Regions from separate parts of the Mus musculus genome. Here all the other regions are linked to region 5. Evidence: chromatin contacts called from public promoter capture Hi-C data. All regions are on one chromosome and are shown on one strand. The core of a region is the stretch at or near the end of the contact, and the rest is flanking DNA. Distances in the headings are between cores, read along the strand shown. Region 1 holds the start of Pou2f1 (POU domain, class 2, transcription factor 1). Region 2 holds the start of Creg1 (cellular repressor of E1A-stimulated genes 1). Region 3 holds the start of Rcsd1 (RCSD domain containing 1). Region 4 holds the start of Mpzl1 (myelin protein zero-like 1). Region 5 holds the start of Blzf1 (basic leucine zipper nuclear factor 1).

Region 1 (2,700 bases), core at 128-2,627, 1.7 Mb after region 5:
AAGAATATAAACCTCCCTGAATTAGACATTATTCAAATGAGAAGCAAGTAGAGAAGACCCAGCACGCAGCTAGAAAGCACTACCACACACAGTCAGGGAGGGGGATCTCCGTGTCTAGCCACCACCCCCGCTCCCCGCAGTACAGGAGAAATCTAGAATATGATCAACTTGTCAGGCCAGCCCTTTGAGGGCAGGAGGGCAATCCTTTACGGTCCAGTTCTCGGGTGACCTCCGAGAGCTCCGAGGCCTCAGAGCGAGAGGGTCCCCAAGGCTACCAGCGCGTGGGGGGGGGGGGATGTGCGCGGAGGAGCTACCAGACCCCGCGAGCACCTCCAACCCAACTGTCCCGCGCGACCCACAGCAGCGCGGACCTCTGGGTGAGGGCCCGGGACACACGGACAACCGAAGCCATTTCCACGGAGGGGAACTTCCCCGAGGGTTCCTCCCACCTAGCCCAGCCTCCAAAGGGTCCGGGGGACCCCAGAGCGAGCTCACAACCCGAAGGCCAGCTCACAGGGCCCACGCCACGCTGCCCCTAACCAGAGACACGGACTGGCTGGGGTCAGGCCGCTGCCCCGGGCACGAGCAGGGCGCGGCTGAGGGGCCCCGGGCCGTGACCCCCGGGCTCGGCCCCACGCGGACCCCCCGCACGGCCGGGGGCAGGGCACCACTCCCCGGTGCGTCCCGCAGCGAGCAGCGTTCCCCAGCCCGAGCCCGCGCCGGCTCCCAATCCTGGGGGGGCGCCGCGCGGGTGTCCGGCCACCGGGGTCCGCTCGGGCCCCGCCGCCCACCGGCATTGTGCTCGCCGCCACCTCTGGCCCCTCCACGCCCCCCCACCGCCCGTCCAGGTCTCCCGCCCGCACCCCGCCGCGCCCCGCCAGCCCAGCAGCTATGAATATGTAAAATGTCTTTATTGTCCTCTCCCGGTGCCCCGGCCCCGCCGCCTGCCGTGGACCCGCTTAGATTCGGGCACCGTGCGAGGAGGCGGCGGCGGCCGGCGGAGGAGGAGGGCCGGTGCCGGCGGGCGGGCCGGCGCGGCAGCCGCGGGGTGGGCCGGGGGCAGGAGGAGCGCGGTGGCTCACAGCCCCCTTTGCCCCGGGTCTTCTTCCCCCTCCGCCCGGCCGCTCCGAGCTCCTTTTCCCCCTCCGCTCGGCGCCCAGAGGGGGCTGTGTTCCCCGGCCCCCCATCTCCTCGCCGTTAATTATAATAATCCTGAGTACTAATAAATTATGCTAAGTCGCGGGGGGGGCAGCGGGAGCCCGGCTCGAGTATGAATATGAATATGTAAAATGCTGTAATGATTACCTGCTGCTGCTGCCGCCGCGGCTGAACTCTCATCTTGACTCGCTGCTCCTCCGTCCGCCATTTTGAATATTTTAACCAAAATCGCCCGGTCGATAAACCCTCCCTCGCTCCCGCTCCCCTCCCCCTCCCGCCCTGCTCGCCGCCTCCCTCCTCTCCGCACCCTCCCGTTCCTTCCTCTCCCGAGGCGCGCGCCAGGGGGCGCCCGAGGCCGGCGCTGCTCTCCGCCGGCCCCCTTGGAAGAGCTCCACCCCCCTGCGCGCGCGGTGCGCACGCGCGTCCAGGCTGCAGGGACCCCGCCCCCTCAGGCTTCTAAAGTGCCCCCTAACCTGCCAATCATCTCTTCCTTGTTTTGTTTTTTTTTCTTTCCCCCTCCCGTCCGCGCCGCTGTGCGCACGCGCAGTTTTCTCCACGCGCCGGAGAGGTAGGAAGCGCATGCGCGTCTCTTCGCCCCCTCCCTCCCCCCGGGAGCGCGGCTTCACCCCAAAGTGTAGTATGTCAAGTGCTTGTTTACGTCTCGGGATGGGCTTCCCGTCTTCCGTGTTAGTCCCCTCCCGGATAAGTTCGGGGTTTCCACGGCGGTACTGTAAAAGGGCAACATGCCCGGCGTCTCGCCGCGAGGACACGCGTGAGGGACTAGCGAGCGCTCCACGGCCGCGCACTTTTTCAGGACTCCCTCGCAGTTGACTGCGACAATGGAGGGGACCGCTCCCCGCCGAGGTAATTTCCGGCCCTGTGTGCAGGTGGGGGCGGAAACGCCCTCGGCGGGCAACGGGCACGAGGCACCTGCTGGGCCACGCGCGGACGTCCCGCTTTAAATTTGAATCCGAGCTAATCCCCGCCCCGCGCCTCAGCCCACGCCGCAGATTCGGGGCGGGGCCGGCGGGCGGACTCCTGGGGGCGTGTCCTGGCGGCTCTAATTAGCCAGGCAAAGAGTCGCCTCCACTTGTCGCGCGTGCCCGGCCCAGCCTCTGTGGGAGCGGCCGTCCGAGTCGCCCGGACGCCCTTGCACGCGCCCACCCGTGCGAAACAAACAGACCCCATCTGCGTAGGGATTCTTTTTTCTTTTTTTTTTTTTTTCTTCTGGAGCACCTTTTAAAGGCTAATTGTAAACTGACCTGATTAAAACCATGCAAGTTGGCAATAGCGCCAACGGTTACGAATTCTCTTTGCTCTGTCGTTCAGTAAATACGATCGCGGGGGGCGGGGGGTGGGGGTGGTGATATTCCTCTTGTGACCATCTTCCTAAGTAATTAGCCAAAATATTGCCCAGATTGCTCCTTTATTGCAAAAAAAAAAAAAAAAAAAAAAAAAAAAAAAGGCCTGGATGAAGACCCAAATCTATTTTACTAATTCTTGACAAGTCCCAAGATTTTCCTAAAAAAATTTCTAAGGATA
Region 2 (2,824 bases), core at 215-2,714, 1.5 Mb after region 5:
TAATAGGGCTAGACTTTCTCATATAGAACCTAGCATTACAATACATAGCAAAAGACCAAACCTCAACACACGTGAATGGGAGAGAGAGAGAGAGAGAGAGAGAGAGAGAGAGAGAGAGGCAGAGACAGAGAGAGAGACAGAGAGACAGACAGAGATCAGGAGAAAGACAGAGTAGTGGGCCAGATTGGGGTGGGGGGCTAGCTAGAGGCAGACCTCAGAATATCTTTCCAGAAATCTCCTTTAGGAGTCTCACACCAGTCCCTAGAATAGAGGCTAAGCCTGATTTTTATATCATTTTAGAGGTGTCAGGAAGTTTCACATCCCATGATTTAGTTCATCCTGGCCTACATGACAGGGAGCTGGGTGCCACAGACTAAGAGGAGCTGCCAAGGAGCTGAAGGGGTCTGCAACCCTATAGGTGGAACAACAACATGAACTAACCAGTACCCCCAGAGATCGTGTCTCTAGCTGCATATGTAGCAGAAGATAGCCTAGTCGGCCATCATTGGGAAGAAAGGCCCCTTGGTCTTGCAAACTTTATATGCCCCAGTACAGGGGAACACCAGGGCCAAGAAGTAGGAGTGGGTGGGTAGGGGAGGGGGGGGTACAGGGGACTTTCGGGATAGCATTTGAAATGTAAATGAAGAAAATACCTAATATTTTTTTAAGAAAGAAAAAAGAGTAGCGGCTAAGCACGGACTGCTTCATAACTCTGTTAGGAAGAGAGAGAGCTGCAGAGAGGTGTGGCCTGATTCAGACTATAGGATGGGTGGGGCTTAAAAGATTCTAACAGTGGCCACAGTTTTAAAACGACGCAAACACGTTTGCATACATTTTCTAACTCCCTAGGGTAGCAGAATGAAAATCCTCCACGGGCTTGGAGGATCTGCCAGAATAAATGCATGAAACCACGAATTTAACCGAGCTAGATGACTTGACAGGTCTCAAATGGACAAGGTCAAAGTCTTGAGTGGGATACCGAAAACTAACAAAGTGGCTTTATCTGAAGACTCTTCTGGGCCAGGAATTTTTAAGTTCCTGCATGTCGGTATTTCTGTACTGTACTACATATAGGCTTGCTTGCTAACAGTCAGTAAACAGAAAAGAGCACACAGAAAACTCACGTTCTCTTAGATGCCAGGCAAGCATACTCAAAGACATTAAAAAGGAGGTGTGTGCGTGCATGCAGGCAGCTTTTTTCTAGCACTGTGACTTAGGAAGTTGCTTAATTTCTTCTAGACCTCATTTATCTGTCTGTAAATCAAACAAGCAAAACAAATATCTCTTTAGGGCAAATTCGCACTCTTCACAGAGCAGATCACAGGACACGGTGAACAGACCATATGCTTCTGGAAACTGGGTTGCACTGGAGCCACGCCCCCTCTTGCCTGCTCATCTCTGATTGGCTTTCTCGGAGGGGCGGAACAACGGGCAGGCAATAGTTACCCCGGCAGAGTTTGGTCGGTGGGCAGGGACTCCGCAGTCAGCGTCATGGCTGCCCGTGCTCCTGAGCTCGCGCGTTCCCTGCTTGCTGCCCTTCTGGCGCCCGCGCTGGTGGCACTACTGGTGTCGCCGGCCTCGGGTCGCGGAGGCCGGGACCACGGGGACTGGGACGTGGACAGGCGATTGCCTCCGCTGCCACCCCGCGAAGACGGGCCGCGCGTGGCCCGCTTCGTGACTCACGTCTCAGACTGGGGCTCGCTGGCCACTATCTCCACAATAAAGGAGGTGCGCGGCTGGCCCTTCGCGGACATCATCTCAATCAGTGACGGTCCTCCGGGAGAAGGCACGGGCGAGCCCTACATGTACCTGAGTCCACTGCAGCAAGCCGTGAGCGACCTGCAGGTGAGCGGGAGCGCGGCGCGGTTTCCCAGACCCGGCAGAGCAGGAAACCAGCGTCTCCAGTTTAGCTCGCTGGGGAGAGCGTGGGTCTTAGAGATAAGACTTTTGAACCCAGCTCACATGACTGTCTCTTCTGGCCTGCGCTGGCTAGGCGGAGGTTGTAGCATCCCAGATGTTGGGGAACTACCAGGAAGTTCCTACTTACCCTGTTACTGGTCTAAGCGCTTGGGGTAAATTCTTTGCCAGTACCTGGAGCACTTCACACCCTTCAGATAGTCAGGCGTCCTCTTTAGGCGCTGTCTCTGCATAAACTGCACTCTTGTGATCTAAAGGCATACAGATTGTTGGATAGTTTAGCGTTTGGCTTATGTGACTTCGGAGATTCTCTTCCCTACCTTTACCTATCAGCAGTGGGAAACTACTACACAGCATTATAGTTGACTGCGGACCTGGCTCTGCTTACAGCTCAGGTGGAAACAGCCTGGGAGGGAAAGGCCACACAGGAGCCCAGAAATGAAGCCTGACTCGGTGGAGGGTCTGTGGCAAAACTGAGAAAGCTTGGTGTCGTGGTAAACAGTGAGCCAAGAGACGCCGACGCTTTAACCAAGCCCTTGCCATGGTATGTGCCTAGGGCTTTTCGGTTCCACCTGTTTTCATTCATTGTCTCTTGTAGTAACTCTTAGAAACAGGCATGGCTATTCCGGGTTTACAGATGAAGACATGAGGTTAAGTAATTTGCGCAAAGCCAGGGGGCCAACCCTAGTTCACCTCAGACCCACTTGTCTTCAAAGCACAGGCCACAGGACTGGGACCCATGTGCTAGAATAGAAGAGACCCGTTTTCTTCAGCCTCCACAGAGTTCTGTATTGTTCTAAACAAATTTAAATTAGCTACTGCCTTTTAAAACTGCAATCCTAGGGGCTAGGGAAATAGCCCAGTTGGTAAAATACTTGCCATGTAGGCGCGAGGACCTGTATTTGGT
Region 3 (2,700 bases), core at 127-2,626, 1.4 Mb after region 5:
CCCAGCCCCCCAGGTACTCAGCACTCCCAAGTGCCCAGAATGCAAAATGCAACCTTGCTACTTTAGGACAACTGGTTGAGCTAAATATGCAGCCTTGCTATTGTTCTTTTAGAGCAGACAGTGAAGCTCAGAAGAGATGAGCGGACTCAAGCCTGGAAGGGATTGAACTTCTGTGCCCGGGATCTCCGCAGACCTTGGGCTAAGGAGGAGCTCTTTCCTTTTGAGTGGGAGGAGGAATCACCTTTAGGCCTGTGGGTTTTCATCTCCTTTTTTCCTCTTTGAAAATCCCAGGTCCTACTGAGATTGATTAGAATACAATAAAAGGTCACAGTTTCTTTTTCTTTCTTTGAGTGTGTGACCCTGGGAGTTGAACCTGGGGCTTTGCCAATGCTGTGCCTCTGAGTTCACCTGCAGCTGGTCTGGGTTTGAAGGGAAACATTTCTTTGGAAATCTATAGACCTGGAGGAGGAAGCTAGATGAACTAGCTGGATGGAAAGTAGTGGCCAGTATTCTCCACTGAGGTTGGAGAAGCGCAGAGAAAGTCTGGGACTCGCCCCTGCAAACCTCTCAGATACGGCTACCACACCCCAAGGTGCACACAACCTCAGGAGGCAGGGCATCTTGGAGAGCCTCTAATATCTCAGAAATAAGTTTATCTGATCGGCGGCAAGGGAGCTTTTCAGAAAGTTTTGAAAGAAGATGTGACAGAAACAAGGGGCATCAGAAGTAAGAGAACAACTGGTCGGAAAAGCCACACTGCAATCAAAACGGGAAGCCATGCGGGCAGAGTCCCGGCTTCAACTGCCAACTCTGTTTCTCAATGCCTGAGTCAGGGTTGCTGGAGTTTTGTTTTGGGGTTCTTGGTTCACACCTTTATCCGTTTATGACTTTAGTTGTACCTAAGTTTTATTTTCTAAACCCCCCCCCCAAAGCACGTATGTGCACAGTCAGAATACCTGAACCCCTACAAAGGCCCCTCCTTCGCCTGAAGTCCTTTCCTGACAAGCCCACGCCTGCCCACAGGGGTCTCCGAGGAGCAAGGACCAGCCTTTCTCAACTTGGCCTACGCGACCTTTCGGCTGCGTGCTCCCTGCTGAGAGCAGGAACGGCGACCTGGGCAGGAGCGCTCTGACCTCCCTCTCCCCCAGGCCCGTGTCCCCGCCGGTCTTTTACCTCCATGTCCTCCAGGTAGTCTTCCTCCGGCTGCGGATACGCCCGCTCTCTCGGGTTAAGAGCCCACGATCCCCGCTGTCCCCTCGGCTCCCAGCCCGGGTCACTTTCGGGGCTGTAGCGGGCACAGGGCGAGTGGGCGGCGGCGCGCGCCTGGCTGCACTCGGCTGCGGGACTGCCCCAGCTGGGGGCCCTGCGCCAGAGAACGAGGAAGGAGGAGGAGGAGGGAGGGAGGGACCGAGGGACGCAGGAGGAGGGGAGGGGAGTGGAGGGGAGCAGAGAGGGAGGCCGGATCGGGGTTTAAATTTAGACACAAATCTAAACAGATACTGTCCCTCCCAAGGCAGGACTCAAGAGCCCGAGCCGCCACGACTCCATTAATCTGCCCAAACATGGGCTGGGCAGCGCCGCGCCCCCTTTCTCGCGGAAGTTTCTCAGGACCCTGGGCTTTGCACTTTTTTCAGACCACCTCAACTCTCCCTCTTTTAGCCTGCCTTCTTTACTTTCCTTGTGCCTCAAATTAGAATTGCCTTTTCATCCTTTTTCTCTTTGCCATTTCCTTCTTTTCATACCAATTTTCCCAGCCTCCGTTCCTCCTCCTTCTCCCTCCCCCTCCCCCCATCCTCTCCTGTATTACTTAACCTAATACCTGGCCTTCCTGTGTTCAGTAGCCTTAGCTTTGATACCTCTTTTCCTGGATTCCATTTGCAGGAAACAATTATCAGTCTGTCCATCTATTATCTATCTGTGTATGAAGAAGGAGAGGAATCCAAGCAAAGTTTCCCCAAGTTTCCTGCCGCATGCAGCAGGCTACTCTTCTCCTCTGCTCTGATGCATGCAGCTTAGGGGGTTGTGGGAATATCTGCTTCGACATGCTGCTTGCTAAAGGACCTTTTTCCCATTCCTATTAAATATAGCAAAGGGCACGGTCCTAAACATCCAATTCACATAAGGCCCCCGCTTAGTAACTCTCCCCAGGGAATGTCGGTTTAAGGCTGCGTGGGAGGGATGTAGGGACTTGAATCTGTGCCGAGGCCATTGTCTGCTGCTACTGGGTTATAGCTCTGGGTGTCTCTTCAGGGTCCCATTTCTTCAGGGAATTGGCTGATAAGGATGCCTGTGTGTCTTCTTACAGCATCCTTCAACTTTGTACTCCAAACCCAGACCTGCTATGCAAGGGAGAGAGAGAGCCAACACATTGGTGGACCATAGCACAGGGCATTGGTGCTGCCCCTGTGCAAAGAGCCCAAGAGAAACCACTACCACAAACCAGCAGAGAACTCACCCACATTGCAAAGGCTGCCCCGACTGCTTCTCATCACAGTTGGTCTATAGATCTTGACGTCACAGGCCTTCTAAATCTTACCTTGTAAACCATGAAGTCAGGGCAGCCTCTGTTCATTGAACTCAGCAGCATATAGGGGCAAGACCTCTGCTTCAGAAGCAGGCAGAGGGTGAGATTCTAGTCCGATGCTTTCTAGATGAGTTCCTTTAGAAAAGCCTCTTATCTGATCTTCATTTTCTGCATCT
Region 4 (2,700 bases), core at 40-2,539, 1.3 Mb after region 5:
ACTAGGAGCTTAAATGAAAGCTGGAAATCCAACAGAATCTCACCTATACTCCTGGTTCGAGAGACTACTACATTAAGAACTTTTGCACGAAAGAAAGTACTGAGTAATGGATTTTGAACAAATTACATTTTACACAACAAAAGAATGAGTGGGAGGAACCCCCTCCGTGTTTTCTTAGGAGTTCGACCTCTCGGTAACCACTACTTAGCTGAATTCTGAGACAGAAACAAGTACTTTACTTTGAACAACACACAAAAAAAGTCCTGGGGCAGACACTACTTCAGACGCCCCATAAAACAACTCGTCCAAGACGTCATATAAACCGAGCCGGAGCCTTTATCAAAAACTTAAGCCTGGTTTATTTGGTAAGGGCCTGAGAGGGGGGCTTTTAAAATCAAAGTAAAAGCATGCTTTGTAAATGTTCGTCTTGTCAAACTATCTTGCCCATGTTTACCATTAATACGAATTCGACCGAATTCTTTCAAGCCTTTGCATTCTAGGCTAGAAGTAACGTAAATTTCGCCTCTGTGATTTACAGACCCCAGAGATGAAATAAATGAGAGTCTGAGTTTTCAATCATAGAGCCTTAAGAATTGATCTGAGCGCATTCGAAATAGATCTTACCAGGTAAAGGAAAAACACTGGTTTAAACAAGGAAATAAACCAACAAAGGCCCACAGGTGAAAAATCCTGCAATCTTCCGCCATCTCCCAAAGGTGGAGAACATCAATTCCAGAGTCGGACTCCCGGGAGGTCCTGGGCAACTCAGAATCGCCAGGAGGCGACCGCAGGGGACTGGGCGTGAGTGGGCTCCTGGGACTGTCCCCAGGGAGCTGCAAGGTAGGGAGCTCCCTCACCCCTCCCCGCCCCACCCCCCTCGCCCTCTACGCAAAGGGATCCAAAGAAAGAGGTTCCTCGGCTCCCGGCCGCGCTCCCCGGGCGGCGTGCCCAGGCCCCAGAGCTCGCAGGCCGCGCCCCCTCCCCTCCGAGGCGCCCCGAGCGCGCGCACGGCCGCGGAGCCCCCGCCCGACCCCGGCTCGGCATCACTCACACAGCCCGAGCATCGCGGCTAGCACCGACCACAGCCAGCGCCGGCGGGCCGGGGCCGCAATCAGTGCCACGGCTCCGACGGCCTCTGCCATCCTGCTCCCGCCGCTCCGTTCCGCCCGGCTTCCCGCTGCGGTCGGCTGGCTTGCCTTAGACCACACAGCTCTGTCCGGATCGCGGCTGCGAGCGCGAGGACACCTCCACGCCACCGCTCCCCGCTCCCGGCCCCAGTGGCCAACCGCCAGCCTTCTGCCCAGCTCCAGCCCCTGTGCCCGCCCCACTGCTCGCTCATTGGTCCTCCTGGCAACCTGGGAAAGAAGCCATTGGACAACTCGACTCCCTGTCAGCCCCCTCGGGCAAGGCCCCGCCCTCCGGGCCCCGCCCTTGGTGTGATCTGTGCAGCATGCCCGCGTACTGTGCCTCTGCAGCCGCATTACTTTGAGCCTGCCTGCGTGGCTGGTCGTGGGGCTGCCCTCCGGCCCACCGCCGCCAGAGGCTGCCCTCCTCTCTGAGGGGCCAGTCCCACAGTTCTCTTAATGTCCCTCCCCGCGGTCTCTTCCAAGTCCGGATATCATTTCCGACTAGGATCTGCTTGGTTACTCCTGGCCTCACTCACCTAAAGAAAAGCAATTAATTTAGGGACCGGGTGGGGGAGGGGAGGAGTGAAGTGAAGAGAGAGGTGAGGAAAGACTTCCATTCAGTGGTCGAGATAGAAAAAGACCCACCATCTCTTTGACCTTTGCCGAGTATCTGTCTTTGCCTGAACTGGATCATTTGCGTTGCAACATGAGAAGTCTCCATCTTGCCCTAACCTCTGAGCAGGCCCTTTTTTGGCTTTTCAGAGGACAGGAAAGGAATAGGAATTGGAACTCTTTCCCGCCACCTAGATAACCAGTGACTGCACTTACTGTTTGTTTAGCATATCAACGTCCCTCGGCCTATAGATGAAAAGTTAGGACGGAGGCGGTGCCTTACTTCAATTCTGAAAAGTGCCGGCTGCTACTAGTTACCCAGCAAACCCTAAAGAGAGGGAGGATTCTGAGAATGGTCTTCAAAGGGGGAAAAAGGAGGGACCAGACACAAAACAGATTAGAGTGAACGAAGAACGGGAAAATCCAAGTGAGAGTTTGGAGGAGGAAAACAAGTTTTAGGAACAAGACTATAATAGGCGGAGCGTAGTCCAGTAGACCAAAACGCGGCCTCTCCTTTCAGGATTTTGTCAAAAGCCAGTCTTAACAGTGTCCTTCCGATGTTTCCAGTGGCCTAGCCCCTTAACCTTGCAGTAGAGCAAGTTCCTAATTACTAGGCAATTGGAGAAAACCAAGAATGCATATCGCAGCTATTTTGCCTTCCGGTTAGCAGGTCCTGCCCATCGGTGGCACTTTACTTTCAAGGAGCACACATTGGAGTTTTAATAACCAAGAGTTTAGCAGGAAAGTAGAAAGGGCAAGCTGTGGAGGAGTCTGAGAAAGAAGGACTGTCTCAAGTTTGAGGCCAGCCAGCCTAGGCTGCATCAGGAGTTCTAAGGCAGCCTGTGCCACACAGTGTAGACTACCCTGTGAGACTCTTAAAACTTTTTTTTTTTTTTTGTGGCCATCCTTAGGTTATCCTGTGGGCAACAGAAGGGGAGTGGCCACGAAGTCAGATCTGTAC
Region 5 (2,700 bases), core at 58-2,557:
TGTTTTCACTAACAATAGTTACAGTGTAGTAAAAATAAAACGAACAGTTGTATTACCTGCCTTACTAGATAATCAAGGGGGAGCTCTCTGAGTTCAAGGCCAATGAGTTCTAGGGCAGCCAAGGCAACCCAGAGAAACCCTGTCTCAAATAACGCCCTCCTACTCCAAAATAAACCCAAAACACAACCCTCCCCCCCAAACCAAAAAAGCAACCAATCAAACAAAAAACCAAATCAATTATTATCAAAACAAAAACACTTACCTTTGTTTTCCGAACTTTTAAGGGTAGTCATTTTTTCCATAACTAATGAGAATACAATCCAAGACTTTCACCGAAGACCTAGAGATGTATACATACGAAAGAATTAAAGCAATAACAATATATTCAGAGAATGCATCTACTTTAAAAGTTATTTTTTAATTGTTTCTGTCTTTAGTACCCACGTTCTTCATTATTTCCTTTTGACGGGCTGTAATGTATACCTGTTAAATAATGAAAACCCAGGCATAGGTTTAAGTGGTCTCTGGAGTCTAGACTGTAGAATAGGTGACCACACGTCCTAAAAGCTGACTGTTCCTAGATGTATACGATTCAGTACCCGGTCTAACTTCCTGAACATCACAAATCCTTGCCCTGGGAATGCATCCTGAAACTCTATCCAATGGCAAACAGAGACTTTAAAGTCAGAAACTTCGCTGGGACCATGCGATGCCGATGAGCAAGTGTCCTTGTCTAAGAAACACCGGGTGAAGGTGTGGGGAGGCATGGGTGCCGAGTTTAAAAGGAGAGGAGGTGGAAAAATTAAGCCTGTCAGCCTCATTCCCCAGGAGTATGAGCCCAAGTTTGTCCCTGTCAGGAGGAGCCTCTTCCCAGAACAACCTTTAAATCCCAAACCAATGGCTGCCGAACTCCAGCCCAGACCATCCTCTTCCCACCGCGTCCGGCACACGGGCCGGCTCCAGGACTTACCTGTGATATCCTTACTTCAATGTCCACCGCTCAGGCTCTTCACTCGCTCAGCAGCCGGCTGACTTGTAAACTCCCCTGGCACTCGGAAGCCAACCCGCCCAAGCCTCCCTGACACGCAGCGCCTCGCTCACTCTAATCACTTCCTATTACACAGGGTTTCATTTCCGGAATGCTCTTCTGAAGGACAAGGACCAACTGACACTTCGTGCTGTGTGTAAAATGAAGAGAGACAGGGTCTACTATGTATCGGCTCGGAAAGCGAAAACTGGAAGATATCTACTTAAAAAAAAAGTACCAATAGATAATGCAAGCGGTATGGACGCTTAAACTTCCGGGTCACTACCAGCCAGACGGAAGTGAACGCGTTGGAACGGAGAAGGTGGCGTCGCGTTGCCCCAGGCGATGAGGCAAAGGGTGGATCTTTGAGTGAATGGGCGGGGCCTAATTACTCCCAGCCAATGGAGACGAAGCAGCTTCGAGGCGGCGTCTTCGAAGCAGTGGCTGGAGGAAGGCGGGGCTTGCGTTGCCAGAGTAACCGGATCATTGGTGGTGGTGTAGTCTTCCTGTGTACAGGAATCTATTTCCTGTGCTGAGATCTACAAACTATGGTAAGTGTTATAGGGAGGCCCTATGAAAGGCTCCGAGACCCTGGTTACGGAACATCCAAGTCTTTGGGCGATTGGGCACCCCGCCTTTCATCACCTCTTACCTCGCTAGGAGCAGTTCCTTCTGCCTCTGCGCACCCCTTTTCTTGCAGCACCCTAATTTCCATTTTAGCGCCACTAAGACCTCAAGCTAGAGCAATGTAACAGAAAGTAAATGGGGGTGATATGGAATCTAAGAAAACCCGATGAGAATTATTTCGAATAAACCGTTTATAAGCTTGCATTGTTTATCTTTTTCGTTTTTCAAGCTTGCAGACCCTTATCGACGTGGTGCTGTCTCAACACTAACTTGGATCTGAATCTCCCTGAGTGCTGGAGTCAGTTCTCCCAAGCGGTGGAGTTCTACCTTGCATCTCCTACCAGGACCGCTTAGTAATAGCTGTCTGCTGGCTCAGCGTCTAGTTCATTTCATACTTTCCAGATCACTGTGTTTTAGCAGGTATGTTTTTCAGGATTACTTGGAGAGTTCTAGCATTCACCAACACCACCATAAATTATGACTGAATAGGAATGGGGCTTGATACTTTGCGTTTTAATAAGCCTTTAGATGGTTTTAATGTACCCATTGCTCTAGTGCACAGAGTTCTAGTTAACTCATCTTTAGTCATCTCTGCACTTGTGCGTGGTGGACGGGACAGAGCAAAATGTTGCCTTCAGGTGGGTGTAGCTGTGACTTAGCAAGAGGCATCTGCACAATGAGGCTTTCTCATTGACTGACGTTCAGCAGTCCTTTTTGTTAACCAATCTGGTCCTTTGGTACCAAAGAGACCTTTTCAAACCTTTACTTCACAGACCCAATCTCTTTCCTCCCTCTTTTCTCCTTTCTAGGCACTTGACAGAATCTAAGAGGCAATGTATTCAGTATTGGATTCCAAATAATCAATGATTTTACCTATTCTGTAGCCTCGTATTTCTACTTTAACGAAGGAAGTGTGGAAGTGACCGTTCATCTGTTTTGCTCTTGATTTCTCTTGCTCCCATCTATTGTAACCATTTGTGGCATGAAGTTAGTTAGCATTTGATCTGGTGTGTGTGTGTGTGTGTGTGTGTGGTGTATGCTGATTT

What was found. Promoter capture Hi-C pulls out the DNA fragments that hold promoters and counts their contacts. Capture Hi-C pulls out chosen DNA fragments and counts their contacts.
Region 1: a promoter capture Hi-C map of liver shows a contact between it and region 5, with 5 times the contacts expected there. The contact joins the promoter of Pou2f1 here to the promoter of Blzf1 in region 5. A contact is called at or near these places in 2 of 39 promoter capture datasets (embryonic stem cells and erythroid cells) and 2 of 9 other capture datasets (adipose tissue and liver).
Region 2: a promoter capture Hi-C map of liver shows a contact between it and region 5, with 3 times the contacts expected there. The contact joins the promoter of Creg1 here to the promoter of Blzf1 in region 5. A contact is called at or near these places in 4 of 39 promoter capture datasets (hematopoietic stem and progenitor cells, liver and pre-B cells) and 2 of 484 Hi-C or Micro-C datasets (the AtT-20 cell line and B cells).
Region 3: a contact with region 5 is called in a promoter capture Hi-C map of hippocampal neurons, with 2.9 times the contacts expected there. The contact joins the promoter of Rcsd1 here to the promoter of Blzf1 in region 5. A contact is called at or near these places in 2 of 39 promoter capture datasets (hippocampal neurons and pre-B cells) and 1 of 484 Hi-C or Micro-C datasets (B cells).
Region 4: a promoter capture Hi-C map of second pharyngeal arch cranial neural crest shows a contact between it and region 5. The contact joins the promoter of Mpzl1 here to the promoter of Blzf1 in region 5. A contact is called at or near these places in 5 of 39 promoter capture datasets (cranial neural crest, frontonasal cranial neural crest, hippocampal neurons and 2 more), 2 of 484 Hi-C or Micro-C datasets (CD8 T cells and muscle stem cells), 7 of 115 datasets of contacts at active chromatin or transcription factors (the 230-238 cell line, acute myeloid leukemia, astrocytes and 4 more) and 2 of 9 other capture datasets (adipose tissue and liver).

What each region holds. Positions count from the first base shown.
Region 1 is chr1:166,001,257-166,003,956 of GRCm38.p6, forward strand. It overlaps Pou2f1 (POU domain, class 2, transcription factor 1), which reads right to left and starts at 1,378. Exons shown (of 16, transcript NM_198932.3): 1 at 1,306-1,378. The coding sequence starts at 1,366.
Region 2 is chr1:165,762,294-165,765,117 of GRCm38.p6, forward strand. Creg1 (cellular repressor of E1A-stimulated genes 1) reads left to right here and starts at 1,465. Exons shown (of 4, transcript NM_011804.3): 1 at 1,465-1,845. The coding sequence starts at 1,492.
Region 3 is chr1:165,706,718-165,709,417 of GRCm38.p6, forward strand. It overlaps Rcsd1 (RCSD domain containing 1), which reads right to left and starts at 1,377. Exons shown (of 7, transcript NM_178593.3): 1 at 1,174-1,377. The coding sequence starts at 1,179.
Region 4 is chr1:165,633,252-165,635,951 of GRCm38.p6, forward strand. It overlaps Mpzl1 (myelin protein zero-like 1), which reads right to left and starts at 1,290. Exons shown (of 6, transcript NM_001083897.1): 1 at 1,052-1,290. The coding sequence starts at 1,142.
Region 5 is chr1:164,306,177-164,308,876 of GRCm38.p6, forward strand. Blzf1 (basic leucine zipper nuclear factor 1) reads right to left here and starts at 1,308. Exons shown (of 7, transcript NM_001160209.1): 1 at 971-1,308; 2 at 263-340. The coding sequence starts at 302. Nme7 (NME/NM23 family member 7) reads left to right here and starts at 1,496. Exons shown (of 14, transcript NM_138314.4): 1 at 1,496-1,578; 2 at 1,884-2,074.